Linked DNA regions of Podarcis muralis: region 2 is linked to region 1. The links are chromatin contacts, called in public Hi-C maps. All regions are on one chromosome and are shown on one strand. Each heading gives the region's core, a stretch centred on a gene start, on an enhancer-like site or on the middle of the called end of the contact. The rest is flanking DNA. Distances are from core to core; before and after follow the strand shown.

Evidence for each region. Hi-C and Micro-C count contacts between places; a contact is called where the count stands out from the background.
Region 2: a Hi-C map of tail shows a contact between it and region 1, with 4 times the contacts expected there. The contact joins the promoter of RND3 here to the promoter of MMADHC in region 1. A contact is called at or near these places in 2 of 3 Hi-C or Micro-C datasets (blood and tail).

Annotation. Positions count from the first base shown.
Region 1 is chr1:101,919,893-101,925,851 of rPodMur119.hap1.1, reverse strand. MMADHC (metabolism of cobalamin associated D) reads left to right here and starts at 1,564. Exons shown (of 8, transcript XM_028745724.2): 1 at 1,564-1,716; 2 at 4,489-4,645. The coding sequence starts at 4,631.
Region 2 is chr1:102,179,984-102,185,125 of rPodMur119.hap1.1, reverse strand. RND3 (Rho family GTPase 3) reads left to right here and starts at 1,301. Exons shown (of 5, transcript XM_028745750.2): 1 at 1,301-1,606; 2 at 2,298-2,385. The coding sequence starts at 1,457. LOC144329184 (a long non-coding RNA gene) reads right to left here and starts at 1,092. Exons shown (of 4, transcript XR_013394603.1): 1 at 902-1,092.

The DNA of each region.
Region 1 (5,959 bases), core at 315-2,814:
ACAGGGACCATGTTCTTCTGTTGGCCCCAGTTCAGCTTTAGTATAATCTTCTCCAGATGCACGCACCGCCGGAGTTGTTACTGCTGTACCTCAAAAAACAGAATAGGATTTAATTTTACAAGTTGTCACAAGGGTGCACCATAGCTCCACTTCGCACACGGTTTGTTCTGTTTAAAAAAAAAAAGCCTAACCAACTTGAACATAGGTCAGGTGTGCTGCTATGGGCATGTTGATAAGTGTAGTGTAAAAGATCTGCAGGTAGAAGACCAGGTTGCACCAGTTTGTTTGACAAGTGAAGTTTGTGCATGTTAAATAAGAGTTGCTAATGCCAATTCGTGTGTGTGTGTACACACACACATACACACACCTACATTGCATGCATATAATACACCAAATGAGTCTCCTCAAGTGCAAAGGGATGCAGAATTACAGGCCAGCAATGGGTTGCCAGAGATGGCTGGTGTCTGAGCAAACTGCACAAAGAAATTCAGGACGATTCCACAACAAGCAGCACTTCCTGCAGGCTGACCATTTTAAAAAAAACAAGTTTTAAAATCCTGCCACTCTTTGTGAGTTGGGCACATGCTCTGCAAGGTGAAATAAGTAGCAGGTGAGAAACCTTCGGGAAAGGAATGGTCTATGCTTGTAGAAAACAAGGACCGAACAGCCTTGCACTACCACCCACTGGCAGGAATGGGCTGCCGCAGCTGAAAACACACTTGGAAAGGTGTGCGGAAGATGCCATAGTATCTGCCATAGTGGGATGTTTTTTGTCTATTGTTTGTTTGTTTCCGGTTGGTTTTAATGTATCTATTGGGGGTGGGTATTGTTTTTATTTGTAAGGCATTTTGGCAAGATAAAGCAACAAGTTTAATAAATAATAATAAATAATAGTATCCTGGGTGCTTAAAGATCTTTTGCTGCGACACAACCTGAAGGCGCTTCCAAGCAGGCATTTATTGTAGCCTAGGTTCCCACGCATACAAGATGTGTATACACCTGTGTTTGTGTGTTGCAGTGTTCACAGGACGTCCTTGCCATTAAAACGCCACCCCATTTTTTTTAACCATTTAATGCGGATGTATCCCTCTTTTTGCAAGGAGATAAGTGAAACAAAAATTGTGCATGTCCCGTTTGCAATAATATCTCAGCTACCCATTTGCAAACCATGTGGAAACACCCTAACACTGTCAGCCCCTCTGGGAGGGAAAAGAAGAAAGAAAAGAAAATAATTTCTGATACGGAAAGCAAACCACTGGGCTGAGAAGCTGCTCCGGAGGCTACCCAGTTACTCCACTCGGGTTGCGCCTCTTTTGCACCCCGCGCGCCTTAAACAAAACTGCACCAACCAACCGGGGCGGGCAAAGCCTCTCTGCTGACTCCGCCCACTCTCCGCATCGACGCGGAAGCACTCGACTAGGCAAGCCCTTTCGAGGATTCGACAATCTCTCTCTCTCCCTCCTTGTCAGCCGGCTGCTCCGTCATTAGAGACGTCGGCTCGATTGCTCCGGCCTGCCCGCAAGCCGGCTAAGCAGGAAAAAAAAGGGGGGAGGAGTCGCGCGTCGAGCGTCTCGTTTTCTCTCCCCGCCGACACCTTTTCCCTCTTTCTTTCCCCCCCTCCCACCACCCTTTGGAAGCGACGGAGGCGAGGATCGATTGCTTTGGCCCGGGGGTTGCCATTTTACAGGAACAAACAGAACGTGAAAAGAAAAAGAGGTAACGAGCCCGGTCAGCCGCGTCTCCCTCCCTCCAGCTGCCCCCCCCCGCCAAATGGAACTTCCCGACACCCCCCCCCCCGCTTAAGCTTTGGGCCAGAGGCGTCCTCAGGCCCCGCTCCCACCTTCGCCCCCCCCACCGCCTCCCCTTCAGATAAGCGCTGTCCCTACGCACACGGCTCCTCAATGCGGACTAGCCGCTTCAGTTCCCAGTCTCAAACCATCCCGTCGCCCTTGGACCCCAGACGGGGGTTGGGGAGCAGGTGTAGGGCTGGATTTAGGTTTGATGGGGCCCTAAGCTACTGAAGGTAATGGGGCCCTTCATATGTCCAGCTATAATTTGTCAACAACAAATTGTCGCTGTTTTTTGTGTTGAATATATGCTATATGGTAATCTATGGACCTAATAGGTCCATACACAACGCAAAAGACTTGCTGTATGTAGGTTTTATTTTACATACGCTTCAGGTTACAGACGCTTCAGGTTACAGACTCCGCTAACCCAGAAATTGTACCTTGGGTTAAGAACTTTGCTTCAGGATGAGAACACAAATCGTGCTCCGGTGGCAGTGGGAGGCCCCATTAGCTAAAGGGTGCTTCAGGTTAAGAACAGTTTCAGGTTAAGAACAGACCTCTGGAACGAATTAAGTATGTAACCAGAGGTACCACTGTATTTGTTTTTTTATCTTAAAAAAAGGTAAATGGACCCCTGAACGTTAGGTCCAGTTGCGAATGACTCTGGGGTTGCGGCACTCATCTCGCTTTACTGGCCGAGGGAGCTGGCGTTTGTCCACAGACAGCTTCCGGGTCATGTGGCCAGCATGACTAAGCCGCTTCTGGCGAACCAGAGCAGCGCACGGAAATGCCGTTTACCTTCCCGCCGGAGCGGTACCTATTTATCTACTTGCACTTTGAGGTGCTTTCGAACTTCTAGGCTCACAGGAGCAGGGACTGAGCAACGGGAGCTCTTACATTTTGGAAATGTACATCCAGGTTTTTTCCTTTAATTTTTTTGGGGCCCCAAAGAGAGCGGGGCCCTAAGCTATAGCATGTTTAGCTTATACAGTACATAAATCCAGCACTGATGCAGGTGGGATCCTCACTGGCCAGCAGTGAACAGCCGCCCAGTGGCAGGACCGGGGAGCCTCCCGTATTTGCGCAGCAGCTACTGCAAGTCCAAGGTCCCTTGTTGCTTTTGTTGTTAGAAAGAGTTGCGTCTCTTCCAGTGTTTCTCCGATGAAAATAGGGATGTCCTTCTCCATAATAATAATAATAATAATAATAATTTTTATCATTATTATTCTGTGAACTGCTCTGAGACCTCCAGGTATAGGGCGGTATATAAATTCAACTAATAATTATAAAAAAATATTATTTATATACTCCGCCCTTCAGACTGGATTGCCCCAGTCACCCAGGGCGGCTTCTAACATACATAAAAACAAAATTATTATTATTTATTGAATTTATATACTGCTCTATACCCTGGGGTCTCAGGGCAATTCACAGAATAAAATCAAGCTATAAAACCACAAAATACCTAATAAAAATTGAAACAACAACCCAGTAACACCTCCCCTCCACACAAAAAACCCCAACACATTTTAAAATGGCATAGGATGTAAATCGGATCAACCAAAGGCCTGGTTAACGTTAAACATTAAAAAAAACAAAAACCACCACTTCCCTATATAGGGTGCCTTCAGATGTCTTCTAAATGTTGTATAGGTACTTATCTCTTTGGCTGGGGGGTGTCACTTAACTCCATACCCTCCAACGTTTCTCTGATGAAAATAGGGACATCCTAAGGAAAAGCAGGACATTCCGGGATCAAGTCAGAAACCGGGACAGCTTCTGTAAACTCAGGAAGGTCCCTGGAAAATAGGGTCACTTGGAGGGTCTGGGGCGATCATCATCTAAATAAAATAAAAAAGAAAGCCCCTAATGCATCACTTCGGCCCGAGGTGTGCACTGGCTAAGCATGAGGCAGAAAACAGCACCACATTTTTTTGTGTATGTACTGTATAGGAGATTGGAAAGAAACCTGATTCTGGGGTGGTTAAAGGGAGTGAAGCCAGCAATGGTAATTTTACCTGGCAGTGAGGTGGGGAGAAAATGGGTTATTGGGCAAGGAGGTTTCTGGTTTCTTGTCTCTTCCCATTTGTCATCATGAAGCTGTCCTAGTCCTCTTCAAAATTGTTTTCATGGGCACCAGAATGGTCAGATCTCTTAACAACCTAAAAGAGTTTTTCAGGCATCTGCAGCTTGTGAATTGCCTGCAATGTGTGCCAGTGTTAAAAAGGAAGCGTGAAAGAGAAATAAGTTCCCATCTGTCAAGAGTTTCAAGGAAATTATTCAAAAGTAGTATGCGTTAGCATCTCAGAATCACAAGTTCCTTTTTGTGTTTCAACTTTAGTGTTGAAATTTTAAAAGAATTTAAAATTCACATGGACAGTGTTTAACTAGTGCTCTGGAGGTGACAAAGACAGATCTCCAATTGAACAGGGTGTAAATTTTACAAACAGGTTTCTTTACTTTCTGAGCCTGCTTTTTTTAAGGTTTGCATTACCATTAAAAAAATTCTCTGCACAATGGAAAGGCTAGAGATTTAGATGTTTAACTGAATGTAAATTCCAAAACTGTAGTCATGCAACAATTTATAAGCTATTGACATACACTTTCCCCTCCTGCTGAAGCAAAATAATATCTGCATCCCTTTGTAGTTTTGTGGTAAAGTGAAAAAAAAAACATTGTTCTGGTTTGTTTTGCACAGGTTCTAACAGCTGGTTCAGGCAGTTCTCGGAAGTGTTTGGGCATGGATCCTTAACAAGTTGCAGCTCAGGCCCAACGTGTCTGACCAGCCACTCTGGTGTGTATGTCTCTGTTTTAGGAAAAATCTTTAGACGAAGATACCCATGCAAATGGCCACTGTAAGTAATATTGCTGTTTTCAGTGTTTGTTAAGAATGCCATACAAATGTCTCTAAGTGTGTTCCTGTTTCTATTCTTGTTCCTTAGCTTATGTGACATGACATATGAATAGTGCTTTATGAAGTTTCTTGATGTATAAACCTGTGAAGTCAAAAATGGAAACACTTAGACTGGTGTATATATTTTAGTATGATGTAAATCATGATGCACTACTGAACTGTACTAGATAGGTAAAAAAAAAAAGATGTGTGGCTTCCTAATATGGAATGTTTTAGGAAGTAATTTGCATCACTACTGAAATACCTAGAACACTGGATTATTCATTGGCAAACTGAATTTTCCAGTGTCCTATAAATACCTAAAACATTGGGTTTGGTACACACAAGAATTTGGAGGGTGTGGGCCTGTAAAGATGTGGGATTGGATCCTATGGGCTTCTTGTGTGCATGGAAGGTGTTTTGACCAGTTTCTCCCTTCAGCCCAGCATCTGCTGCTGCTTTGGGAGGTGTCTGGGAAGGCAAATCCTGTTCCTCTTGAGGAACACTCCCCACAGTTCTTAGGCATCAGCCTATAAATTATAAAGGCCGTAATTGTAGAAACTAGTGCAACCCAATCCTTTGTGGGTGTACTCGGAAGTCAGTCCTACCGCGTTCATTCCCAAAGTGTATGTAGGCTTGTGGACTAAGAGTTAAGTTGGTTACATCTTATTTATTTCTGTTAGATTTAACAACAAATTATTTATCACATATGAAACGCCGACAGTTTTCTACAGGTTGTTCAGGGATTAAAAGATAAGACAGTTCATGCAGGCCTACAGTCTAAAATAAATGAAACAAAAAGGAAAAGGAACATATGCAGGAGTGTAGCCAGTGTGATCTTAAATCAGTTATACAGATTTCCTTATTGTAGACTTCTGTTGGCTCAGATAGCTTACAGATATAATGAGAGAGGCAGAGCATATGCATTTTGAATAATAATGACAGCATTAATACATTTTTCAAAGCTCATATTCTGGGTTCAAAACTTAGGCTTTGATACAATAGCACATTTAAGCCTGAACATTTACAACTGTATGAAATGTTGCACCATTCAAAGTTGAATTGGAATTACTATTTTTCATCATATAAACTGATATGCCTATAAAAACCATGAATGGACCTTCCTTAAGGGCTTCAGAGGTCCTTTTCTGTTTGTGGAAATAGGGTGAGATAGAATCTCTACCATGCACAAAACTGAAATGTTTTATTGGCTAAACATCTTTCCAAATATACTTCTTAAGGACACTTAAAATGCACACCTCTGTGTACTTTAGTG
Region 2 (5,142 bases), core at 52-2,551, 260 kb before region 1:
AGCCGTGGTGGTATCAGATTACATTGCTGTATCTGATGGTCAGTTCCTTTAAGAGATACGCCTTTCACTTTAATATATCTGCAAAAAGTCTCCTCCCCCCTTGGAATCCCTTTCCCAAACACAACTCCTCAGAGCTTGTCCTGTTTGGCTTGTAGCCTTTTCCACCACCACCATGGGCAGCTCCCCCCCCCCGAAAAAATAAGTAAATAAATAAAAATACTTAATTAATGCAGGACCCTAGGTCAACTGGGGAAGAGTTGCACTCCTAGTTCATCAGCATTTTTCTGAAATACTCTCCTCACTATAAGGATGTGGCTTGGCTGCATGTATGTACATTTCAGCAGATAATTCTCTTTCCAAAGCGGTTCACCCCAACACTCTGATTCCAATGAAAACCCCACTTTGCTTCAAAGCCTTCCATGTGCAGCCCTGGGCGTAGCTGCCCTCCACCCCACCCCCAATCAAGTAAATAAAAATACTGAACTGACCAATCTCCCCACAGATACCTTGGTTCAGCTGCTTTTGGGTGAGGAAAGGGAGCATACTGGTAGGGTAAATTTAATTAGTTAATTAATTAATTGCACATACCCACAGACATTAATACCTGCATTAAAGTGTTGCTGGGGTCTGGAGTGCAGGAGAGAGTAGGGGGTGGGGGAGAGGGAGGAAGGGAGGGAGAGATAGTGTGTGTCTGCAGTTGCTCACTGGTGAGGATGGGGCAGGCATGCACTCTGCACGCGACCAGAGGCACGTTGCCTCGCGCCTGCTTCTCCCATCCCTGGGCTCAGTCCTGCGACGGGGGGGGGGGGGAGATTTTTGCCGGGCCTGAGCTTTGCCACAAAATGCCGTTAAGTTAAGCCCGGCAGTCAAAAAAGAAATAAGGCTATCGATTCTACTACACCTCCTTGAAAGTGTCTGTCTCAAGGAACGCGATCGAGCGAGTTTCGTGGCCAAAATATCCTCTCGCCCTTCCTTCGGGTTCCTAAGCAGCAGCAGCAGCAGCTAAAACAAACCGAAGCTGCTTCCTCCTTCCTTGTGCGGAGCCCTCCCTCCGCTTGCTCCAGGTGGCTTTTCTCCCCTAGAGGGCGCGTCGCAGCCGGCCGAAGGCGCCTCCTTGGCCGCGCTTTGCAGGCTCCATAAAAGGACAAGAGGCGGATCGCTTACTTTCTCTCCTTGAGCTCCGGATTGGAAGGCGGCGGGGCATATAAATCCGGGCAGGGCGGAGTGAAACAAAGCAGTTTGCAAGCAGCCGGACCTGCTAGGAGGGAAGGAAGAACTTTAGAGGGGGCGGCGGCGGCAGCGGCAGCAGCAGCAGGAGGGGGGAGAGAAAGGACTTGTCGAGCGCACGGCGGCGAACCGCGCGGTTTCTTCTGCTTTTCTTGGTTTCTGCTCCCCATCGTGCCATTTCGTTGGTTTTGTTTGAGAGAAGACGGGGGGAAGGGCTAAGGACACCTCAATGAAGGAAAGAAGAGCCAGCCAGAAATTATCCAGCAAATCGATCATGGATCCTAATCAAAACGTGAAGTGCAAGATAGTCGTGGTTGGGGATACCCAGTGCGGAAAGACGGCTCTGCTGCACGTCTTTGCCAAGGACTGCTTCCCGGAGGTACGTGTGGACCCGCTTGTCTGAGTTCTAGGAATTTAGCGCTACGTGGTTCTTTTACGAAGTGGAGCGCTGCGATTTCTTTTTGGTTAAAGTTAACTTTCAGCGCTATCTGTTAAATCTGTGGGAAGCCAGTTTAAAGCGGGTGAGACCGTTTTCACAGAAGAGATCCCAGGATGCTTACCCCCCACCCTCACAGGAATCACACACACAAAAAATAAAAATTAAAGCATCTTTAAGACGATCTCTCTCTCTCTCGTGCCCTATTGTGAGCCACGCGTGGAATGCGGGATAGAACTCGAACGTTCTTTCTGCGTTCGAATTAGAGATCCATTCACTGAGGCAGTGCCGGTTCAAGCCTCGCGCCCAGTGGTGGTGGAGGGAAGCTCTTAGATCTCTCCGTATTTTATAGGTCGTGGGTTTCAGCGCCGCGCTGGAATTCACGAGCCCATCCCGCTGGTGTAAGTTGCCTATTTTCAAACGCTTTGTTGGTTTTCAGTGAAAACGGTCCAATCCCTCAGTAGTTAGGAAATGGTTAAACAATTAAGAAGGGCGAGGGGCCAATTTAGGCTGAAATCTCTGTGGTCTCTCCCCCCCCCCCATTGAATTTACAAGAAAGATGTGTTTGATACGCGGTGCAAACTTTCAAGAGATGGTAATCTACTATTTGTGTTTTCTCCCTTTCCTTGCCCAGAACTACGTCCCCACCGTGTTTGAGAATTACACGGCCAGTTTTGAAATAGACACACAAAGGATAGAACTCAGTCTCTGGGATACTTCTGGTAAGGGATTTTCTTGCTCGCAGGAATGCCTGTTCTGTTTCCATGCCATTCTGGTGACTCACATTGGTTTGTATATAATTACAAGCCATTGCTGTAGCCTCTGTTGTTAACACCCTGCAGATGATGTAACTACTTGCCTTTTAGGTTTTTTTTTATTTTACTTTAATGGACTTTAATGCAACCTGACTCCTTTCCCTCCCTGCCCCCTCTTTTTAATTGCAACATTTCTGCATTGTGGTGAGACTGAGACAATCGTGTTTACCTAACTCCCCTTCCCGGCTTGACTCTATAAAGGTTCTTGGGATAATTAACTGAACAGATGGGAGAGGGTTATTATGGCCTATCATGAGCCTTTCGTTTTAATATTTGTCGCCGCTGCTGCGAAAACCAGCATGTGTTCTCCTTTTGGTAATATGTGATTATACAGAAACAAGGAGCTTAGCAGCTACACAAATGCCTAAGTGTGAGAGGATGTTTTCCTTGCTGAGCCGTGTCCTCACTCCTCCTCAGGATCTGCTTCTAAGTGTTCCCCCCAAAAAACCATGCATAGGAAGCCTTCAACTGAGCATAATGAGAAGTAAAGTTACTCATTGGAAGTGTTTGGCTGTAAAACCAGCAGGGGGTGAGAAAGCTTCTGAAGACATGGAAGTTAAGGGAGTGAGAAAGAAAAACTGGAGTTTGGTAGTGGTTGTGATGTTCATTGATTATGTTGCCTGTTTGTAGGTACAGTAGGTATAGGAGACTAGCAGCAGATGAAGCGTCTTAATACCAGACCATTGGTTGATTTCTCAGTATTGTCTACACCAGTGTTTCCCAAACTCTGGTCTCCAGCTGCTTTTGGACTACAATTCTCATCTTCCCTGAGCACTGGTCTTGCTAGCTAGGGATGATGGATTTCCAGCTGCTTTGGATTACAACTCTCAAGTTTGGGAAACACTGGTCTACATTGACTAACAGGAGCTCCTGGGGGTTTCAGGCAAGAGTCCTTCCTGGAGACAACAAGGATTGAACCTGGAACCTTCTGCCTGCAAAGGCTGTCCTCTGTTGCTCAGTTTCCCAAGTCTTGTTTGATTAAAGAAAGCAGTGTTCTTCTACTATTACTCCTGTACTATGCTACCCACCTCCTTTCCAAATTGACGGCTGGCCACGTAGTTCAAGACATTTTTGCCTTTCCTATAAGAGTCACAGCCATTGTCTTGTAGAACCTTGATTTGGGGGGGAAATGAAGAAAAAGTACAATTTGCTTGGGTCAGCTAAGAAATCCAGTTTTGAGGGACAAATGTTCATTTTCTTCTATAGCAGTTGTGGCCAAGTTTCATAATCTTGGGAACCACTCCAGACAGTAGACTAGAGCGGTTTTCCCCAGCTTCGGGTACCCAGATATTGTTGCACAGCAATTCTCATCATCCCTGACCACTGGGCCATGTTGCCTTGTGCTGACTGGAGCTGTAGTCCAAGGTTGGGAAAAGCTAGTATAGAGGCTGGCTCCATAATAATAAAGTTAGCCCCATTTAGTAGCATGAGCCTCCTTTGTGGAGAATAACATCTAAGCATGGCATTACATGGAACAGAGGTCACCAACATGGTGCCCTTCACACATAGCTGGACTCCAACTCCTGCCATCGCCAGCCAGCATGGCCAGTGGTCAGGGATGATGAATCCAGCAGAATCCACAGGTCACCATGTTGGCTGCTCCTGACATAGAGCATCCAAAAGGGAGCTTTTTGCACCTTTTTACAACTTGGAAAGGTTCTTGGTAGGGTCACCAAGATTATAATGGCCTTGGAGCCATATCTAGGATGCCAGTTGGCCTTCCCTGTTCCAAAGGATGCTAGTTCTGGGCTGGGCTTGGTTTATGGTGGAAATGAGTGCATGGGAGTCATCGTAGCCAGTATCTTCTGAAGTTAAGATGGGGAACATGTGGTCCTCCAGATGTTGTTGGACTACAGTTCCATCATTGCTGGTTGTTGGCCATGCTGGCTAGAGCTGGTGTTGGTTGGAGTCAGTCCAGCAACATCTGGAGGGCTGCACTTTCCCCATCTGTTCTCTAAAGACTTTTGGGGGGAGGACTTGGAGCATATAGTAGGTTCTTCCAAAGAGCACTCTCTTTCTCTTAAGGACATAATTTCCTATTCTTAAGTTTTTTGGGTTGTTTTTTAAGTTCCTGCAGAGATAATCCATTGGCAGAGATGAGGGCTATAAAGCACCGTGCTTAATGGGGGAGAGTTAAAATCATCTTTGTTCGCTGGCGTTTATGACAGATTAACGAACACTCTGTGGCAGAGTGCAAGAGGGCGGCCAAGGAGAGGGAGACAAAGGAATGTACAGGGTGCTGAGAGCAGCTATCAAGGGAATGTGAGCGCTGTCTCTTGTCACCAAATGCAGGAAGAGAGCAGACCACCCAACCTAGAAGCCATCCATCCCAGGGCAGAGAAGCAAAATGGAGCTGGAGAAGATACCCCCTACACACACACACACACACACACTTTTCACAGTAGAATGAAAAGCGCAGTTGAATTACTTAATGGCTTTTGCAGTAACTTCAAGAAGTGGACAAGATTTATTTTATTTTACTTGCCTGCCAGTAGCAAGAGCCTAAGCACAAAATCTGCTTGTGGCACACAAAGGGGTGTCCTGTGAGGAAGGCACGTCGAAGGCGATAAAAGGCTGAAGTGGCAAGACTGCTTGTCTTGTAAATCTGGCAACACTTGTACAGCTCTTTTGAAGAAACCACAGCTAAGCTTTTTCTGCCTTGGC